Regions from separate parts of the Danio rerio genome. Here region 1 is linked to region 2. Evidence: chromatin contacts called from public Hi-C data. All regions are on one chromosome and are shown on one strand. Each heading gives the region's core, a stretch centred on a gene start, on an enhancer-like site or on the middle of the called end of the contact. The rest is flanking DNA. Distances are from core to core; before and after follow the strand shown.

Evidence for each region. Hi-C and Micro-C count contacts between places; a contact is called where the count stands out from the background.
Region 1: a contact with region 2 is called in a Hi-C map of embryo, with 1.9 times the contacts expected there. The contact joins the promoter of ptgdsb.2 here to the enhancer-like site in region 2. A contact is called at or near these places in 2 of 18 Hi-C or Micro-C datasets (caudal fin and embryo).

What each region holds. Positions count from the first base shown.
Region 1 is chr24:20,890,741-20,898,483 of GRCz12tu, forward strand. ptgdsb.2 (prostaglandin D2 synthase b, tandem duplicate 2) reads right to left here and starts at 2,263. Exons shown (of 6, transcript NM_001045413.1): 1 at 2,109-2,263; 2 at 1,881-2,020; 3 at 1,715-1,794; 4 at 1,517-1,630; 5 at 1,143-1,244; 6 at 384-1,029. The coding sequence starts at 2,204. The coding sequence ends at 1,007. zfx (zinc finger protein X-linked) reads left to right here. Exons shown (of 8, transcript XM_683750.10): 8 at 1-326. ptgdsb.1 (prostaglandin D2 synthase b, tandem duplicate 1) reads right to left here. Exons shown (of 6, transcript NM_213634.1): 3 at 7,698-7,743; 4 at 7,503-7,616; 5 at 6,710-6,811; 6 at 6,184-6,614. The coding sequence ends at 6,592.
Region 2 is chr24:20,828,845-20,836,666 of GRCz12tu, forward strand. It overlaps klhl15 (kelch-like family member 15), which reads right to left. Exons shown (of 4, transcript NM_001003580.2): 4 at 5,972-7,782. The coding sequence ends at 6,673. trnat-agu (transfer RNA threonine (anticodon AGU)) reads right to left here and starts at 1,491; the gene lies at 1,418-1,491. Within about 2 kb of position 5,312, at least 7 of the 62 cell types and tissues checked have an H3K27ac peak or open chromatin away from gene starts, as enhancers often do.

The DNA of each region.
Region 1 (7,743 bases), core at 1,013-3,512, 59 kb after region 2:
AGGTTTTCTTGGTAATATAACAAGCTTTGATCAGAGTGTGCCGTCATTACATCAGACTGAAATCTAAATTTGTTTTAATTTAGATGCTTGTATGTTTGTGTACTCCTCGAATGTGGCCATTTGGCTTTTGGTCTGTTTGTTGTAAAACTCACCCTCAAATAAATATTATTATTATTGTTATTATGAAGAAATTTAGGGTAAATTTTATTTTTTACACAGATCCAGAAAATGTATAATTTGGAATAAACAGATTCTAAAAGAGGTTATGTTATGTGTATATGAAATATTTGTAAATACAGAAGTAATAAACAGTATTTTGTGTCCAAGGTGTTTGCTTTTCATTATAAAATTGAGCATGAATGACACACACACACACTCACACATTAGTTTTTTGCCAACCTATTTAATCCATCGGCAGCAAACAAAACCAACAAAGAGAAAAAAGAAGTTATTCTTACAGGTGGTGTGCCATAATGGTGATCAGACATGTTAGCCAACAGTGGCACCTCTAAACATGATACATCATTAAGAATTGAGTTAAAAACGCATCATTTTGGTGTAAAAAATACTTTGTGATTCTCTTCCCTTTGCTTGAGATTGTGCAGACTGTTTAAGGCACAAATAAAAACAATATAATGTGAAAGAGACCAAAACCAAGCCGACCGTAAATTCTAAAAAATCTAATCAAATGAAACAGCTTATAAAAGTCTTACAGGTGGTGTGCCATAATGGTGATCAGACTTGTTAGCTAGCATTGGCACTTATGGTCTAGAACATGAAAAACTGAGTTTTGGTAAGGAAATACTTCTCTCACCTCTGCTTTTGATTACTCTGTAGTTGCAAACTGGTCAATCAATATGAGCACACCATGACTGTTCAAGGCACAAAGAATGTTTTCATACAAAGTGAAAGAGACCAAAACCAAGCCGACAGTAAATTCAGATCTGTTTTTGTCTGAAATGAGTGGACCGGCTGAAGCTGTCTTTGTCTTCGCTTGATGAGGTGATTATGCGGCAACTGAGCATTCTCCTGTAGAACACAAGTTTATGTTAGAAAGTTATTTATAAATGATGTTTCTTTCAACACATTGTCAGTTTTTTTAAAATAACATTTTTTTCCCCATGAAAAATCATAAAACAAACCGCCTGGTGGAAGTATGAGAATGTTTTCATCAAGAATGCCAGTGTCCCGACAGAACTGCCTGAACTTCTCCTTCAAGTCATCAGCAATTTCTGGAGTGCGACCTGTGACAAAAATCCCAAGGGAATCTCAGTTTTTGTAATAACTTCAAATTTTTTAAATAACTTGGTTAGAGGCATGACTGATTTTTTAATATTTTTTTCTTAAATTATGGTAGCACAACCATGATAGATTTTTTGTTACCATGGTTTTACTCCAGACTAGCCTTTTTTAATAAAACCATGGTTCATTTACTATGGTTGATTTTTGTAAGGGAAAACATTGTCAACATTAAGGTTAAGCGGCTACTTGTATTGTCTACAAAAGATGTCCTTACTGAGGAGTTTGTTGAGGACATCAGATTCTCCTGCTTTGGTTTTGATGACATGAATAACAGCGTACTTGTCAAATGTGGCATCAACCACGCGCAAATCATTGTCATTTTTCCAACCTGAAAAAAAATTTGCATTCGTATTTTAGCCCAGATAAAGCATGTTAACTATTAGATGAAAAAATAAGAAAAAAACAATCTTACGCTGGCTGTAGAAGACAAATCTTCCAGGAGTCTCGGTTTTCTTGGCGAGGTTCGTCATTTTCCAGCAGGTACCATCACTCCTAAAAAACAAATTACCGAAGGTATTGATCAAAAGGTAATGCATCAAAACTATTTCCTTTGGCACCAATGAAGCTTGTTTGCATACTTTGGTTTATAGCAATTGAGTTCAAGGTCTCCCTCTTCGGTGGGCACCAGCATGGCAGTTCCCATCTTCATGTCAACCTTTTTACTTGCAAACCATTTTGCGTTTGTAGCAAAGCCAACGAGATACCACTTTCCTTCCACCTGAAGAAAATTTGTTAGCGCAATTATCTCACTTAGTGCCCTTCAGTTTAACGCATGGTGTAAATGCTCGTATATTTGAGGAATTTACCTTTTGCAGGTCGAAGTCAGTCATGGGCATGACATCAGCCGAGGCGAAAACTGCGCAGAGCAGAAGGCACAGCATCTTTACTACGACACTCGTCATGTTTGCAGAAGTGTTGCTTCTCTCTCTGTTTGCAGTTCACAAGGCAGAGTCGGGTGTGTGGAGGAGACGAATGGCAGCCCCTTTTTATCCTCAAACTGAGCCCCCCAAAGCCGAGTCCCTCCCTACTTGCAGACCCAACAGGAATGATAATTACAGTCGTTACACAACTGCTAACACGCACGTGTGTTTTCTTCTAGATGTACCGCATGTGGGTGCGTTTTATAATTTATATGTCCATATTTGACCTTCAAAATACATGTTTATTAAGGCTCTTGTGTTCATTCTGGTTACATTTATTTGATAATCTAAAATTTAACAAAAGCATGTACATCGCAACTGGCTGCTCAGCCAATCCAAAAATACGCAAATACACTCGCCGGCCACTTTATTAGGTACACCTATCTAACTGCTCAGTACTGTAAATTTCTAATCATCCAATCACATGGCAGCAACTCAATGCATTTAGGCATGTAGACATGATCAAGACAATCTGCTGCAGGTCAAAACTGAGCATCAGAATGGAGAAGAAAGATGATTTATGTAACTTTGAGCGTGGCATGATTATTTGTGCCAGACGGGCTGGTCTGAGTATTTCAGAAACTTGATCTACTTGGATTTTCACACACAACCATCTCAGCAGAGAATGGTCAAAAAAAGATAAAATATCCAGAGAGCAGCAGTTCTGTGGGCGCAAATGCCTTGTTGATGCCAGATGTCAGAGGAGAATGGCCAGACTGGTTCCAGCTAATAGAAAGACAACAGTAACTCAAATAAATACTCGTTACAAAAAAGTATGAAGAAGAGCATCTCTGAATGCACAACACGCCCAACCTTGAGGCGGATGGGCTACAGCAGCAGAAGACCACATTGGGTGCCACTCCTGTCAGCAAAGAACAGGAAAATGAGACTACAATTCACACAGGTGGGCGAAGCTGTGACGCAGTAGGTAGTGCTGTCGCCTCACCGCAAGAAGGTCACTAGGTCGCTGGTCCGATCCTCGTTTCTGTGTGGAGTTTGCATGTTCTCCATGCGTTCGCGTGGGTTTCCTCCGGGTGCTCCGGTTTCCCCCACAGTCCAAAGACATGCAGTACAGGTCAATTGGGTAGGCAAAATCGTCCATAGTGTATGAGTGTGTGTGTGGATGTTTCCCAGAGATGGGTTGCGGCTGGAAGATCATCCGCTGCATAAAAATGTGCTGGATAAGTTGGCAATTTATTCCGCTGTGGCGACCCTGGATTAATAAAGGGACTAAGCCGACAAGAAAATGAGATGAGATTCACATAGGCTCACCAAAAGTGGATAATAGAGGAAAAATGTTGTTTGGTCTGATGAGTCTCGATTTCTGCTGCGACATTCAGATGGTAGGGTCAGAATTTGGCATCAGCATCATGAAAACATGGATCCATCCTGTCTTGTATCAGCGTTTCAGGCTGGTGGTGCTTGTGTAATGGTGTGGGGGATATTTTCATTGATAGCAAGTGATCATTGTGTCAACACCACAGATCCGCCATGTTTGGCGCTCAAAAACAATCATAAAGCCCTCGTGCTGCAGGAATTAGGTTTGCTTAAGGTGAGCAGCTGTTGTGCAGTGAGGGGTTTGCATCTTTAATAAACTACGACAGCTTTGGTTCATTGAACAGTAAGATTGATTAATAAATCCATATGAAACAGTCCCTTAAAAGTCACGTCTCTCTTTCAGTTTCGGGCTTTTGCGCGTTTTGCACTCACACTACAAGCGTACCACACCAAAGACCAAGTGAACCACATTCAGCGCACTCACACTTCTCAAACGATCCGGGAAACAGGCCTGGACACGGCTCAGATAGCATAGTGTGAGTAGGCCCTTTATGACCACAGTGTACCCATCTTCTAATGGCTACCTCCTGCAAGATAACGCACCATGTCATATAGAGCAAAATATTTCAGATTGGTTTCTTGAACATGACAATAAGTTCACTGTACTCAAATGGCCTCCACAGTCACCAGACCTTAAAAAAAAATAGAGCACCTTTGGGATGTGGTGGAATGGGAGATTCACATCATGGATGTGTAGTTGACAAATCTGTAGCAACTGCGTGATGCTATCATGTCAATATCGATTAACTCTCTAAGGATTATTTCTAGTCCCATGTTGAATATGCCATGAAGGTTTAAGCAGTTCTGAAGGCAAAAGGTCCAAGTCTTTACGAGTAAGGTGTTCCTGATATATTGGCCAATGTTAAATAAAATAGTGTATATTCGAATAGGCGATGACACCAAACACTTCACATTAATTTACTTAAAAAAAATCTAAATGGTTAATGTTTTGAGCACACCAGTCCTTCATCCTGACTGGAACCCTTTTAGGTGTTTTAGCGTTTTCGCCTTTTTAAAATGTATTTACACTTATCTGATAAATGTGGTAAACCACTTTAAAATAGTAATTCCTGTGATGACAACTGAATGTTGAAAACCCTTGTTATTATATGAGACTGCAAACTGGCCTAATGCCATCTGAAAATTCATCTTTGCCTCCACATGAGTTACATTTTTAATTGTTAAAATGTAAAGCATCATAAATGAAAGTTCACAAGAGAACAGTTCCTGCTGTGTTTTAATCAAATGAATGCAGCTTTAGTTTTAAATGGAGAGTTCACTTTACTCCTCCTTAAGTGATTCCAAATATTGAGAAACATTGAGTCCAATTGTAAGGCATGAGATATCACAAATACTTTGATGTCTTTTGAAAATTCAAATATGAGCCGAAAACAGAGACAATCAGCTCCACAACCCAGCAGGTGGGAATGCAGGAAAAGCCAGCTCCCCTTATTTCCTCCATTTACATTTGAATCCCCTGAAACCCCTTTTGTTTAACCACCCCAACTCACACAGTATGGTCATTTCAAAGTCTGAATGTTCGAAATCAACCCAAGTGACTTCATCTATCATGTTTGATATCATTTAAAATGTCTCAGTGTGACTGGTACAATGGTCATATTCTCTCAGAAACAGACATAATCAAAACAGTAAATATATAACTTCAGGTATCTTTTGAACCACTGTGAAGGGTGTGCTTTTTCTATAGGCAGAAACGCTTCCACTAAATGCAAATGCCTTTTGTTATTCACATACCCCTTTCCTTGAGAGGATTCTTGGGTTTTCTACCTAAGGGAAGGATTGAAAAATGTTGGTGCGATCCTGCTATTCAGATCAGCCCATAACATGGAAGCTCTAACGCTCCATGTTATGTATATTTTGAAGTCAGGTATGCATCTTTTAATCTTGGATTTATCTTTGATAATTTAATGTCTTGTATTGATCATTTATGAATTGACTGAATGATTTAGCATGATACACATTTACCTGACTATTTAATTGTTATGTTTGAACATTTTTTGCTTACTCTGTAATTATTCATTCCAGTAGATCATGTTGTATCCTTGTTTCCACACTTCCTGTGTCAGGTCAGTAGACGGACTAAAATCCAGTTGAGATGGAGCATTGGGCACACTAATTATATATTGATATGATTTTCCTAATGTTTTGATTGGAGTCAGATAAAACGAGGATAAATATATTCTAAACCACCTCATATTCAAATTGGAGTCAGATTTGAGTTAAATTTAAAGTAAATCAACATTGTGCACTGGAAACACCAAACAGGCATTGAACCTTCATCCACCAGTGGACACCTCTATTGGACCAACTGGATGGACCTTACACAATCTTTGGCTTTAAATGCACGGTGCTAATGCTTTATTCATAGGTTGTTGTAAAAGGCTCTGTTTATTGTAAAACTCACCCTTCAACTATTTTTGAGAAGTTAGTTATTTTTTAAACAAATACAGAAATGTACAATTTGGAATAAACAATTCTAAAAGAAGTTTTGAAATGTGTGTATGAAATATTAGTAAATACATAAATAATAAACAGTAATTGTGGATTACTTTCATTATTTTCACTATGAAATGGAGAAATGGAAAGAATCACACCAACATTAGACTTTTGTAAACCAATTTAATCAATCAGCAGTAAACAAAACCATCAAAGATAAAAAGCACAGCTTATAAAAGTCCTGCAGGTGGTGTGTGAAATGGGTGATCAGACATGTTAGCTAACATTGGCACTTAAAAACATGACACATCGGTCTAGAACATGAAAAACTTGAGTTCAAAAAACATCTTTTTGGTAAGGAAATGCTTTGCCATTCTCTCCCCTCTGCTTTTGATTACTCTGTAGTTGCAAACTGGTCAATCAGTATGAGCACACCATGACTGTTCAAGGCACAAAGAATGTTTCCATACAAAGTGAAAGAGACCAAAACCAAGCCGACAGTAAATTCAGATCTGTTTTTGGCTGAAATGATTGGACCAGCTGAAGCTGTCTTTGTCTTCGCTTGATGAGGCGATTATGCGGCAACTGAGCATTCTCCTGTAGAACACAAGTTTACAGTCCAAAGTGAATTATAAGTTGTTGTTTTTTTGAGTATTTATACATTACAAAATTTTATGAAGCAAAAAAATTACCATTTTGTGGAAGCATGACAATGTTTTCCTCAAGGATGCCAGTGTCCAAACAAAACTGCCTGAACTTCTCCTTCAAGTCATCGACCATTTCTGGAGTGCGACCTGTGACACATTTAGAGTCTGTTTAGCATTGAAAACATTATACCCTTTTACTTTCCTGCTCACAGATGGCTTATTTGGCAATCGTTTCTGCTAAATTCCCCATCATATGTTAGTTTAGTATTCACTGATTTTATTTGAAAGCTTAAACCTCAAAATACCATTTTAAAAATTTGGCTTTACAAGGCTACTTTAAAACAACATTAGCGAGCTCTGCTGTCAAGTGGACGATATAAGTTTCACAATCATTTTAATATAGGTATACATTAGATTTAATTTTCTTGACAAAATCAATCCAACAAATCAGAAAAGGTCTGATAGGTAAATTTCAGTGTTTGGTGAGAGAAAGTTTGCACTGTGATGGAGATTGATTGAGTTTCGGGTGTCACCTAGTGGAAATGTTTGGTATAACTCTTAATTTAAAATTTGGACTAACTTGGTTAGATGCATGGCTTTAATTTTATAGCAATATTTATTGTTTATATAACCATAGTTGTGCAACAAATATCATGGATAAACTATAGCGATTGCAGCAAAACATGCACGCTAATTTGTGGATATGCTACATGATGCAACAAAACATGTTTTTGTTTTATTCTAGTTAAACCGTGGTTAGTTTTTGTAATATAAATATTTAATTAATTACAACAATCTAAGTTAAAAGCTTAATCTATTGTTACAGAAATGTCCTTACTGTAGAGTTTGTTGAGGATCTCAGATACTCCTCCTTTGGTCTTGATGGTGTGAAAAATTGCGTACTCGTCAAACTTGGCGTCAACCACGCGCATGTCATTGTCATTTCCCCAACCTAAAAAATGTAAAACACATTTTAGCCAAATAATTTTAAATACAGTGAAGTAATCTAACCAAAACATCTTTCACTCCTTACGCTGGCTGTAGAAGACAAATCTTCCAGGAGTCTCGGTTTTCTTGGC
Region 2 (7,822 bases), core at 4,062-6,561:
ATTAACCTATTACTTTCATCACTATTTATACATAATAATTATTATTATTATTATTAGCCTGATATTATCATTATTATTTATAAATTATTACTATTATTTATATATTATTATTTTTGTTGTTATAATGAATGATGGTCTAGTGCTAACAAAAAATGTTAAATTATTATTATAAGCCTGTTATTATTATTATTATTATTATTATTATTATTATTATTATTATTATTATTATTATCAAAATCTTCTTCTTCCTAGAATCTTAGTATTATTATTAGCTCAATATTATTATTATTTACATATAATATTATTATTATAGTATATAATAAATGATGGCCCAGGGCTAAAAAAAAAAAAACTTTCCATTATGATTATTATAAGCCTGTGGTTATCATCATTTTTTTTTTAATCCTTCTTCTTCTTTTTCTCTTTCTTTTTCTTCTTCTTCTTAGTCTTATTATTATTATTATTATTGTAATCTTTATTATTGTTGTTCTTGTAATGCAATAATCAGTTATTGCTGGTTTTATGTTATATGGTCCACAATAAATAATCGCCCTGGGCTAACAAGATATTTCATTTTTATTATTATTAGCCTATTTATCATTATTATTATTTATATATTATTATCATTGTATTTAATGAATGATGTCCCTGTGCTAAGACAAAATATGTTCATTGTTCCTGTTTATTATTATTATTATTATTATTAATAATAATAATATTATTATTATTATCATTATTATTAAACTAATGTTTTATATTATTGTTTTTAGAATTATTATTATTATACGGTGATCGAGTGTGTCTGTCTAATATTACATGAGCTATAAAAAGAAAGATGGAACTATAAAGAAAAAATATTTTTAAAATAATTTTGTTATACAAAACATTTCAATATTATTTTTAGCCTATAATCATTATGATTATATTATTGTTGATAATAATAGATCACAGGAAAAAGCGTCTCTCACCCCTGGTCTGATGACGCTTATAACAGCATCAATAATGAGGGTTTCAAACGATTTATGTCTTATTTGAGGATTTTACCGAACTATTATGAAATCACAACCAATATCTTATATTGAGTAATGAATAGTCTTACATGCAAATATTGAGGAAATTGACTAACCTCCACATATAGCGATGCGATGGGATATAAAAGATGGCGCCTAAATTTGCGCTGAAGCGTTACGTGACCATACGCACTCGCGTCTTATTGGTTGAAACATTGTATCGATTGGTTAAAACATTGTATTATAAGCTCCACCCTTGTTATCCCTGGAACACTTAAAACTCTGCAATATCAGAACGTGCCCCTTCATTACTACATTACAGTAATATTTTTTTACTATTGCTCTTCTTTACTAGAAATCTGTCTGCAATATCAGGACGTGCAATGTGAAGGGCAGACAGACTCAAAAGGCACCGCTGGGATTCGAACCCAGGATCTCCTGTTTACTAGACAGGCGCTTTGACCAACTAAGCCACGGCGCCACGTGCGCAATGGGCAAAATGCAGGTGTTTTTTCCTTAGTGGAAACCTGTGACGACTTGATATTGTTTATTGTTTAATATTTGCTGTATGTTTAGAGCAACTGACCGTTCAGTTAAAGTGCCTAATGCATTAACGTCACTACTCATAAACTAGTTTGGCGTAGTTTTTCTCGTCGTTGTTGTAGTCGCTATTCGTAAAATCGTGGTAATTTATTTTTTGTTTATATTGTTAAGATGTATTTTAAAGTGATTTGTTTTAATCAACAGAAAAATGGCTGTTCACTTTAAAGGTTACATCTATGCTTTATTTCCCCTGATATAATTTGAAGCGTAGCTTTCTACAGAAATGCCAGCTCTAAGTTACTGAAATGCCAGAAACTGTTCTGTCTCTAGCCTTGAGAGAAATATTAGTCTTGAAAAACTCTTTAGGTTTACATTTTCTTTATATCTAAAAATGAAACAACAGATTATTTGAACAACCTTTCGTGGCAATATTTGTTTGTTAATTACAAAAAGTTCCACTTTTTTTCTTCATATTTTCGGAAGATCTTTAAGAAATGCCCATTGTAATTGCAATCACCAAAGTCCCAAAAAAATAGTCACATTTCATCATATCGCATGATATCTTAAGCTTTTAGTTGGAGTCACTGGTGTGACCTATTTTAATGTTAGGGTGAAAAAAAACTCGAATTAAAAAAAATAAATTCTTAATTTAGTATGTCATTTTGTCAATGTGGTCAGATACCTTGTTGCAGACATTCTGTAAAATACATTTTTCATAAAACTTGTCACGTGTATCACTGGTGTTGCACTGTAAAAAAAAAAGAAATTGACTCAACTTTCAACCCAATTACCTCCCTTGACTATATTTAAGTTGAGTATACTCAAAATGTTCTAAAGTTTGTTGCTTTAAAACTTTAAGTTGAGTCAACTTTTTTTACAGAGTGCTTTTCTTCTGGTTTACACCCCTGTGGATCATTGTTTCCCACTGATGATTTTTTGTGTTGCTGTGTTTGCCTGTTTTGCCCCGTCACATGAATAAAGAAAATACTTTTACATCCATTGAATTCTACTACACTCAAGGTTTAGGATTCAAATGGTTGCATCATTAGTTATTTACAATTTTTTTTCAAATATTTTCATTGTTATTATAGCAAATTGTTGTGTAAATGAGCTGACATCATTAAATAACACTTTAAATAACCCTGTTTAGAACAAATAAAAACACAATTTGGTGAATTACGATTATTTCTCTAAGCTGCTAAAAAAAATCTAGAAATAATATTTCATAAAAATCTTTATTATTGGCAAAAAAGTAGCTAACACCAGTGACAAAAATGATACATCTGAACTTTAAATAAATGTGCAAATAAATATTTTGCAAATAAATAAAATTACGCAGTCATTTATTTTGACAAAGTCAAAAGGTAATTGATTAATCTGGTTAGCTAACAAAAGTGGACATTTCTGTAGAATGACCCATATCAAATATAGTACTTTTTAGCATTTGAGAGATACCAATTGTTTCTAAAGACCTTTATTTGTATTGACGTTATACTTTGTCAGAGAAATAGATCAATATATAATGTTGTATATGTTAGCCAGTATAGTTGAAGTCAGAATTATTAGCCCTCCTGTGCATATTTCCCCCAATTTCTGTTTAACAGTTTTAATAACAAATTTCTACTAAATGATTTTAAAAAAACGAGGCTTGAGGGGGCTAATAATATTGCCCTTCAAATGGTATTTAAAATTTTTTTTTTTTTTACTGACTTTCTCCAGAATAAAAAAAAAACATAGGAAATACTGTGAAAAATTCCTTGTTCTGTTAAACATAATTAGAGAAATATATATATATATATATATATATATATATATATATATATATATAAAGAACAACAAATTCAAGGGGGGCTAATAATTTTGACTTCAACTCTAATTGACAAAATAGGATATACATATATATATATATATATATATATATATATATATATATATATATATATATATATATATATATATATATATATAGTTTTAAAACATTTTTAAAACAGAGCAAGTTTGTAATAAAGACAGTAAAATCACCATGTAATTCTTAACCACTATAATCAGCACGACTCCACCACAAACACAGGAAATAAACTTACTTGGTATTTTTGACTAATGAGCTGTATTTCAGCTTCGTCCAGTCCTGTCTCTGTCACTGTGCTGTTTATCTGACATAATGCAGGAGAAGCAGACACGTGCGGGGAGAAAGCAGCTCATTTGGATTTAAAGTCACAGGCTACAAAAACAGCTACACCATACTCAGACACCATAATGAGTTAATGACACAGCAGTTTATATAACAAGAGGTCCATGGCAGACAAATTTACTGCATTCAAATTATGACAAAACTAACTATACCCAGGTTTGTTATTAGTGAAATTTAAAATGCATTTTTGCATCAGCAATATTTATATGGTCACCTTAGAATTATAAGGTTCTATCTGACATTTTTGTCAAAATTGAGTTTTTGACATAGTCTTTCATTCATTCATTTTCTTGTCGGCTTAGTCCCTTTTTTAATTCGGAGTCGCCACAGCGGAATGAACCGCCAACTTATCCAGCAAGTTTTTACGCAGCGAATGCACTTCCAGTCGCAACCCATCTCTGGGAAATGACATATTCTTATTAAATGACAACTTATTTACATTGTGGGATTTTTTTTTTAAGTTGTTAACATTTTAAGACTTTTTATTTAAAAAACAAATATTACACACATGCTGTTTGCTATTGAATGCAAAAACTTTTAAGCTCAATATCTCAAAATCACTCAGAACGGAGACAGAACCTTATAAATCCAATGTGACGATATATAAAATAACACTTCAGTTGATTTGTTGTAGTTCACCGATCATCAGAATGGGGAGGAAATTTGTTTTAAGCAGTTCTGAATGTGGCCTGATTGTTGGTGCCAGACGGGCTGAACAGAGTGTTTCAGAAACTGCTGATCTACAGGGATTTTCACACACAACCATCACTCGGGTTTACAGAGAACAGTGTGTGTGGGGCGAGAGAAAATATCCAGTGAGCAGCAGTTCTGTGGTGGAAAATGTTTTGTGGATGCCAGAGGTCAGAGGAGAACACTGAATCAGTTCGAAAAGGCCACAGTAACTCAAATAACCCCTCGTTATTGTAACTAAGGTCTGTTCCTGTAAACCAAACCCCATGACCTTGGTGCCGCACCAAGCTTTTGCCATTTCAGCTACAAAAACGCACAATTCTGCTGTGTTTACCTTCTGACAGACGTGGCAACACACAAGTTGGAAAACAGGCTTAGGTCACAGCACATGTACTGCTGATGGATCCTCTTACAGGGATAAACCTACAGGATAAGATGCTGATATCCAGAGGCTCAAACACACATTAAACCCCAAACACAGAAAACACAGCGAGTGCTTATATTCAGTCAGAAAACTCAGACAGCCGGACAGTATGAACATTTATTTCTGGAAATGAATTACAAAGTCTTTAAATAGCAGTGAGCCACCAGATTCTGGTAAACAAGTTAGCGATCTGATTATACTCCTCTCAAGAACAAGATACAGGGCTGTGGATTATCATTATTATAGTTATTGTCTGTTATTCTACTAAAATAAATAACAAGACCAGGTTAAAATCTATTGCTGCGTCTGATTATTACAGCTTGACCCTTACAGACCACAGTTTGGCATCTATATGTACATGAGGTTCGGATGGAAAGATGTCACACAACAGAGAGAAAAGGTCAAAGTCAGTGTTTGAGGAAGTACAAACCAACCAGGAACTCTGAAGAAACACACAGCATCACATGTAAGGGTCCGTAACAGGAACTTACAGAGCCTAATATCTTCAAGATCTGGCTTAAAGGGATAGTTCACCCAAAAGACTACTCACTTTATTCTTCAGTAGAATATTATGGAAGGTCTGTAGATAAAACTAGTCCTTGATGATTTACAAAATGCAGTCAGAAAAATAAAGTCAAAACAAAAGTAATACACATGATTCCTGACAATGCATTGAGGTCTTAAAAATTGAAATATTCAGTCTTACTTTGTTTTGACTGTATGTATGTATGTTTGTTTGAAGGACCAAAGCTTCAACTAAAATCTTCTTTACTGTTCTGCCAAAATAATGTTGGATCAATTAAACACATGCTTACTTCTTTGGAACACTAAATAATAATCCTTCGTCCATTAAATGACATTAAGTGTGGTCCAAAAAAGTATGTTGGAACATGATATTGAGGAACTATTGACTAATGGGTGTACTATCCCTTTAACTACAGCTGATTGAATACTTGGTGGACGCCTAACCTCTTAGAACTGCATTTAGTGTTAAACATTAAACACGAGATGCATATGTGCTTTAGCCCTTTGCTGGTGAAACCAAACATGAGACAGACACACACACGCACGCACGCACGCGCACACAGAAAGTAGTTCATTACATTACACGGATTTGATCAAGGCAAGGCTTTGCCATTTTAATAAATAAGTTAAAAATAAGCATAAGCACAACTAATAAAGGTTGGAGAAGTAGGAACTACGCGTCCCCTAATCTCTGCCGTCCTCTTTTTCTCCCTTTGCAGTCAGCAGTGGAGGACCGGTGTTATTGTAGAGCAGTAATATACGCCCTTATACGAGTGCAATGCTTGTCAACATCATCGATTACAGTCAATATCGTCCACTACAACATCACTAGTATCAGCACAAATGCATTCTTAGATTAGTAAGTATTAAAGAAAAAAGGGACATGGAAGTTTTCCATTTTTTTCATGAGTTCCCCTAGTCTCCGTTTCTAAACGCAGCTTGTAGACTACTTGTGGAAAAACATGACTTCCTGTGTATAGAATGAAGGGATATAGAAGTAGAACGTCACAGAGAAGACAATGTGAAAGATGCAGAGTATTATGTGCTCTATAGGATGATTACAGTGCAATGAGTCAAAAAGGTCGTCTGTTTGTGTTTTGTTTTTTCTTTTAAAAGAACGCCAATGCTCGGACCAAGTAACAAACCTTTCTTTTTACAATGAAAGCCTAAAAAGGGTTTTTTCTTCTTAAATAAGCACTGGCCTACAGTTTAAAAGCTTCAACAGTATTAGTATTACTCGTCACACCTGTAAACGTTTGTTTTCTAAACTGTCCAGAAGTTGCAGAGACTCAGCTGCAGCGTCTCACGTGTTCCAGAACGTATTCTGGGAAGTGCAAACTACACACTTGCAGTCCATCCAGTTTGCAAGGCATCCTGGGATACTCGTCCTCCTTCCATTTGTTCTCCTCTGGGTCAAATGTGAGGATAGAGTCGCTGTAATGACCGTTGTAGCAAAGTCCTCCAAGCACCATGATCTGTTTGTCCAACACCGCCACTCCGTGTCCACTGCGTCCTATAGGCATCGAGGCCAAAATAGTCCACTCGTCAGTCTCTGGGTCGTACACTTCTGTCGAAGGGCAGCCCTGGGACTCAAAAGAGGCACGGAGTATCACACAAACCCCGCCGAAAACGTACAGCTTCCCATTGTGGGAGATCATTTTGTGGAAGCAACGAGCGTAGTTCATTTTCGACTTGTTCTCCCAGCAGTTGGTGAGGATTGGCGTGCGCCGCGTTCGATGTTCGGACGATCCTTCCCGTCCTGGGTCAAAAACACAGACTTGCTTTGAGGTGGATGAGGAGGTGATGCCGCCAGTGATGTACAACTTCCCATTGAGCACAGTGCCTTCGTGACCGTACTTGTTTACTGGGTACGGGTCAACAAACTCCCATTTGTCCTCGACAATGTCATATCGCTCTGTGGAATAAAAGGTCTCATCGCGAGTACGACCTGCGACGGCATAAATATACTTCCCAATAACGCCGACTGCAAACTCTGATCTGGGAACGGACATGTCGGCCATGCGTAGCCAAGAGTTCTGTCTGGGGTCATAGCGGTAGACTTTGGAAGAAGCATGAAACTCTCCGTCAGGGCCTAGTTCTTCACCACCCAACAGGAAGGCGAAGTTGTTGACGATGGCCAGGCAATCTGGCCGGAGCGGCACCTGAGGGCCTTCGAGTTCCCACCACACTTTAGGCCGGTGAAGGAGGAGGATCTTACTGTTGACCATGCTGTGGCCGATCATTCCACGAAATACAGCAGTTTGAGGTCTCACTGATCGGATGCGGTTGGATTTGGTTTCTGCCAGCGGTTGTTCATTCACCTGATGGAAGTAGCTGAGCGCCTGGTCTACTTCTAGTCGCAGTTGGCGGGAATAACGGTAGAACTCTGATGTCTTCACCTGGTGTAAAAGGGAATAAAATGCTTAGATAACAATGTCA